Regions from separate parts of the Pan troglodytes genome. Here region 1 is linked to region 2. The links are chromatin contacts, called in public HiChIP or PLAC-seq maps. All regions are on one chromosome and are shown on one strand. The core of a region is the stretch at or near the end of the contact, and the rest is flanking DNA. Distances in the headings are between cores, read along the strand shown.

Evidence for each region. HiChIP or PLAC-seq counts read pairs in DNA pulled down with a chosen protein or histone mark.
Region 1: an H3K4me3 HiChIP or PLAC-seq map of stem cell-derived excitatory neurons shows a contact between it and region 2, with 3 times the contacts expected there. The contact joins the promoter of DUSP3 here to the promoter of CD300LG in region 2. A contact is called at or near these places in 1 of 7 Hi-C or Micro-C datasets (stem cell-derived neural progenitor cells) and 1 of 1 datasets of contacts at active chromatin or transcription factors (stem cell-derived excitatory neurons).

The regions. Positions count from the first base shown.
Region 1 is chr19:24,118,844-24,121,964 of NHGRI_mPanTro3-v2.0_pri, reverse strand. It overlaps DUSP3 (dual specificity phosphatase 3), which reads right to left and starts at 1,532. Exons shown (of 3, transcript XM_016931727.3): 1 at 1,290-1,532. The coding sequence starts at 1,414. It overlaps CFAP97D1 (CFAP97 domain containing 1), which reads left to right and starts at 881. Exons shown (of 7, transcript XM_001153338.6): 1 at 881-978; 2 at 1,784-3,084. The coding sequence starts at 2,961.
Region 2 is chr19:24,048,459-24,051,658 of NHGRI_mPanTro3-v2.0_pri, reverse strand. It overlaps CD300LG (CD300 molecule like family member g), which reads left to right and starts at 1,645. Exons shown (of 8, transcript XM_009432051.3): 1 at 1,645-2,042. The coding sequence starts at 2,000.

The DNA.
Region 1 (3,121 bases), core at 283-2,782, 70 kb before region 2:
AGGTCAGGAAATACATACATGAACAAGACATTGACCCTGTCCTTGTAGTCCCTCACACACTCTGAGCCACCATTTCCTCCTCTGTAAAATGGGAGGAGGGTTAGTTTTGAGTTTTCAACATGCCATCCTTGGGCTGAGCCATGAAGCTTAGGATTTTGGTAACTGGGTCCTCAGAGTATCATGAAAATCCAACCTGAGCCTTTCCAAGGCTGTACAGGCATGCTAATATATTCTTTCTTGTGGCTCCTATTTCACATCTCAGAATGTTAACACTGGTTCTTTCCTGCTGATTAGACATTCTTACTAGAAAAAAATTTTTAAATTTAAATTAAAAAAAATCTCTTACTGGCCGGGTGCGGTGGCTCACGCCTGTAATCCCAGCACTTTTGGAGGCCGAGGTGGGCGGATCATGAGGTCAGGAGTTTGAGACCAGCCTGGCCAAGAGACCAGCCTGGCCAATATGGTGAAACCCCGTCTCTACTAAAAATACAAAAATTAGCCAGGCGTGGTGGCGGGCGCCTGTAATCCCAGCTACTCGGGAGGCTGAGGCAGGAGAATTGCTTGAACCCAGGAGGCAGAGGTTGCAGTGAGCCGAGATCTCGCCATTGCACTCCAGCCTGGGTGACAGAGCCTGGGGGTGAAAGGTCAAGAGCCTTTTCTAGGTGGTGGCTCAGGTCCTTAGGGGGGTTATCACTGGACCGTTCTAGAATCTCCTGTAAATCAAATCACATCTGGAAGGTGGGGGCCTGGAAATCCCGGCCCAGCTCCCCGGACTCGCTCGTTTGGGGTGTTTAGGTTCCCTGATCCGGGACTGCCGGGCCGGGAAAATTCCATGCCCGAATTGTGACGTCGGCCCGTTGCCATGGCGGCGAAGGCAGACATTCCGCGGTGACCTCACTGCAGAACCAGGCAGCTGTCACATGACGCGCGGGCAGGAGACCGGCCGGGCGACCGAGGGCCACCTGTTAAGTGAACATGGTAGCCCCGACCCCGCCCAAGGCCAAGCCCCAAGCGGGTGGCGGCTGGGACCCGGGCAGGCGCCACCCGGGCTCCGTGCACCCCGCTACGGGGAAGGGCCGCGCCCGGCCAGGCAGGGTTCCAGTTCCTTGGCCCCACGCGCGGGGGTAGGCGTCGACTCCAGGCCCCTCCCAAGCCCCCGCTGTGGCTCCCGGAGGGGCCATCGCGCCCGGGCTCCCCCAACCCAAGACTCGCGACACCCCGACCCCAGCCTCGGGTGGGCGGGGCGTCCCGAGAGGGACGGCGGGGCCGGGCTCGCGAAAGGGACTCACGCGTTGCCCACGTAGATCCGCGGGGTGACCTCGTTGCAGGGCTGGCTCGGGAGGCTGTAGCAGCCGCTGCCGTCCGAGAGCAGGTCGTTGAGATCCTGCACCGAGAGCTCGAACGAGCCCGACATGGCGGCGGCGGGGCCCTGCACGCCCGGCAGGAGCAAGCGAGGCGGAGAGCGGCGGGTCAGCTGGGCGGGGGCTCGCGCCGGGAGCCGCCCCGTCCCGCCCCTGGGGCGGGCCCGCCGGGCTCCGGGAGCTGCGGAGCGCGGGCGCCGTGACGCGGGGGCCCCGCGCGCCACTCCTGGGCGCGTCCCGGGGGGAAGACGCCACCGCCCTGGAGTCTCAGGGGTCCTCGCCCCATCCCGGTCCAGGCCGTTTGTGTATCTTTGTAAACTGGCAAGCGCTGTAACTTCCTTCCCTGAATTAAATGCAGGGCCCAATAAACATTTCGTGGCGGGGGTACACCTAGGGGTCGCTTCAGTCTTTCATGATTACAGGGACCGCCGGGTTCGGCTCGTGAGCGGCTCCCTGCAGTGGAGGCACCACCCGGGCGCTTGACAGAATCCCCGCCCCAGCCCAGCCCTGCTGGATCAGAGTGGACATTTTACGGACCCCAGGAGGTCCCTACGATCAAAGTCTGAGAAGCCCTACTCTGCGGCGCATCTGCTTTCAACATTCATTGAGAGTCATCGTCGTGCTTAAAAGCAGTCAGGTTTGGAATTCTGAGGAATTACTTAACCTGAGCCTGTTTGCAGAAAAAAAAAAAAAAAAAAAAAAAGCGGGATAGTAATGGTACCTAATTCTAGGGTTGCTGGAAGGGTTAAATGTGACATTCAAAGAAGGCACCCAGCACTGCATGGCGAGCACTCAATAAGTGTTAGTCCTTCATCAACAAATGCGTTGAGCACCCAGTGGGTGCTATACCCTGTGCTGGGGTGGAGATAAATCAGACTTCTGCAGCCCTTCCTGGAGCAGATGCCAGCCCACCATAAGCCACTCAGCATTTCCTGAACTCCCACTAAGTACAAAAGATAGTCTCTGTACTGGAGGAAAGCCGCCCTCCCCTACTGCCATGAAAAACTGGCAGTTTCCTTCCTGCAAAAGGGCAAATTTGGCCTTGAATTCAGGAACCCCACATCCTGAGCCCAGTCCTGCCACCAACTTGGTTCTTGAGTAACGTTGCTGCTGCTGTGGTCTTCAGTTTCCTCATTTGCAAAAGGAATTGGATCCGATTATCATTAGGGTCAACTTTCTCCTCCCCCAAAACTTGTGGTCTTGCACCTTCAGGGGAGCTATTGCAGTGGAGACTACTTAGCTGATAGCCCAAGATGTGTAACCAAGGCTGGAATTTCTGTATCCCTCACCCCACCCCGTGCCTGCCCACCCCTCCCGGTGCACCACTTCTTTCCTTCTGGTGTTGGCTGGCAGCATCTGCATTCTAAGCAGGGGGGAAAGCTTTCGAGTTCTTTGACCTTCATCTTGACTTGAGCCGAGGTTAGCATTAAAAACACAAGCCCAGAGGCAGCCAGCCATGCTCTGCTGCTCCTACTCCCTTCCCGGGACCTGTCCCTGATGTCATAACTGGGTAACTATGACAGCTTGTCATGGGGACAGCTAGGCACCTCACAGAGGAGTCTGGGTACCTCATTTCTGAAGTGAGACTAGGAAGAGAAGATGAACAATTCCCTGGATTATCTGGCCTACCCTGTTATCGTCTCTAATCACAGGCAAAGCACAACCTTCAGAAAGAAACTGGACTTTGGCCACTACGTATCTCACAAGAATAGAATACAAATAGGTATGTGGGCAGTTTGGGCTGGACACTGCTATTAGGG
Region 2 (3,200 bases), core at 396-2,895:
AAGCCAGGAGTTTGAGAAAAGCCTGGACAACATAACAAGACCCTGTCTCTACTAAAAATAAAAAATTAGCCAGGCAACAGTGGTGCACGCCTGTAGTGCCAGCTACTTGGGAGGCTGAGGTGGGAGGATCACTTGAGCCTGGGAGTTTGAGGCTGCAGTGAGCTGTGATGGCGCCACTGCACTCCAGTTTGGGCAACAAGAGTGAGACCTGTCTCAAAAATAAGTAAATAAACAAATACTTTTTTTTCTTTTTTTAGATGGAATTTCACTCTTGTTGCCTAGGCTGGAGTGCAATGGTGTGATCTCAGCTCACCGCAACCTCCACCTTCTGAGTTCAAGCGATTCTCCTGCCTCAGCCTCCCTGAGTAGCTGGGATTACAGGCATACACCACCATGCCTGGCTAATTTTATATTTTTAGTAGAGACTGTGTTTCTCCATGTTGGTCAGGCTGGTCTCAAACTCCCGACTTCAGGTGATCCACCCGCCTCAGCCTCCCAAAGTGCTGGGATGACAGGCGTGAGCCACCGTGCTGGGCCATAAATATTTTTTAATCTGTGTTTTTTTAAAACTGCAAAAACAGATCACCTTTTGTAGTCTGTACATGTAAAAGAGAGTCAGGGGCTGAGATCATGGTAACAGTTTTCCCCACCGTGAACAGCTGTCCCTGCCCACTAAATGGCAGCAGTGCTTTGCAGTCATTGTGAAATTAAAACACTTCTCCCCACGTTACTAGACTCACACACACACAATCTCCCCTCCCAGAACCACTGAGTTAGTGCTTCAGATATTAACCTGACAAGTCAGTAAAATTCCAACTGAACATTTGGAAGGATATATGCCAAAATATTAATGGTGCTTTTCTAAAGCAGAAGGGGAATTACAAGAAGCACTCCCTTTTTTCTTTCTTTCCTTTTTACGTTCTGTATTGTGTAAAATTTTGCTTACAACCTGTATGAACTTTGCAACCAAACCAAAAAAAAAGTCATTTTTGAAGCCAGTGTGTCAGAGCTCCCAATAGTGTACATGTTTGTTTTGGTCCTTTCAAGGAGGATTCAAGTCTGCGATGGAGAAACCACCAATTCACTTTTTCAAATGCCAAAACAACTCCGCAGGCGTGGAGGAGACCTATCTTGCAGCGCTGTAGGCCCAAGGCACCAGGGAATCCGGTCCAGCTCAGCCCTACAGCTTTGCTCAGCCCCGTCTGCACCGCCGCCCCGTGGCCAAGGGCAGTACTGCGTCCTCCAAAAGGCAAGGGCGGAGGAGGGGCCAGGGGCCTTGCCCCAGGGGCAAGCTTCTTTCTGTCCCACTGACCACATGGCAGTCTGGTGAAGTTTATGGACCCCTCTCTCAGTATAATGGCGGGTAAATATATAAATAAAATACATATGCTGGAAAGAAAACTAATACTGGTGAGATGATTCTTAAAACTCTTTATAAATGTGTAATATAATAATAGCCGTTTCATTATTGTAAATAACCAGCTCTAGGGGCAGGTCTAGGAACTCATTATTTTCCAAGCAGTGAGGGGTATACACGACGTTTCGAGATATCCACAACCTGATGTGCCAGTGTCTGTGATTGTAATTGGTAACAAAGTTGCAGGTACTGCTAACAGTACACTCTGATAAGAGGAAAAGCTAAATATTAGAAGTTGATGAAAGTCAATATGTAACTTTTTCCCATGCGAATTCGACTTACAGACCCCTTAGGGCGCACGGACCACAGGTTAAGGCCCCCTTGAAGGGGCACGAGTTTAGGAGAAGCTCTGGTGTGGGTTTTCAGTCCTGGAAGGTGAGCCCTGGGGTAGGCACGCGTGGGCGCTCAGAAAAGGGAAGGCAGAGGCGCCTCCCCGGCTGGGCCTGCGGAGGGATGACCCACACGCCCCTCCCCTCGCTTCCTTGGCCTGGTTTCACGCGACTAGAGGAAGTTAAAGACCCGTGTGACTGAAGAGGAGCTCACAGTTCCCAGCGTCTGCTCCCACGGTGTCCAGCGCCCAGAATGCGGCTTCTGGTCCTGCTATGGGGTTGCCTGCTGCTCCCAGGTGAGATGGGGAGAGGGTCTTGGGAGGGATGTGGGGCTCACCCTTGTGGTCTGCAGGGAAAGGACCTCTTGACTGACTGATAGCCCCACCCCACCTATCCTCAGCCTCCTCAGCCCTAGGGGAGCGGGGCGGGCTGGGGGTGGGGGGAGGTGGGGGTGGCGCCGGGGCCGCACTTGCTGTTTCTGGAACCTAGAGCCAGGTTTTCTCCAGACCTGTGGGTTTCCCCTCATGGCAATGTGGCTGTGAGAGTTGCTTTGCCTCTCTAATCTTAATTTTTCTACCCTGTGCCAAGCCTGGAGGCGGACAAGACACCCCATCTGGTTGCCCTGTTAAACTCAGCAAATATTTGTTGAATTTCGGCTATGCCTCTCCCCACAACCCTGAAAGATGAAGAATTATCACGTTTCATCAATTCTTTTGCTTTCTTTTTCTTTACCTTCTAACACTTAAAATCAGGATAAATCCTACAACTGATGTCGGTTGTTCAGTTGGCAATAGTGAGACCCCACCTCTACAAACAAACAAACAAACAAACAAACAAAATTAGCCAGGCATGGTGGTGCACACCTGTAGTCCTAGCTAGTGGGAGGCTAAGGTGGGAGGATCGCTTGAGCCCCAGAGGTCAAGGCTACAGTGAGCCATGAGCACTATTGCCCTCCAGCCTGGGCAACAGAGTGAGATCCTGTCTAAAAACAAAACAAAACCAGGCACGGTGGCTCACGCCTGTAATCCAAGCTCTTTGGGAGGCTGAGGCGGGCGGATCACAAGGTCAGGAGATCAAGACCATCCTGGCTAACACGGTGAAACCCCGTCTCTACTAAAAATACAAAAAATTAGCTGGGCATGGCAGCACGTGGCTGTAGTCCCAGCTACTCAGGAGGCTGAGGCGGGAGAATCACCTGAACCCGGGAGGCAGAAGTTTCAGTGAGCAGACATCGGGCCACTGCACTCCAGCCTGGGCGGCAAAGTGAGACTCCATCTCAAAAACAAACAAACAAACAAACAAACAAAACAAAACAAAACACTCAGAAACCCTGCTGGCTATCTGGCTGTCAGATTCTATCTGAATCTAGAACGCCACCCCTGCACCCCAATTCCTCAATGGGCCAGGGTTAGGGAAACAGCAACAGCCCTGCCCCAAGTTCCCCCAGCGTGGGA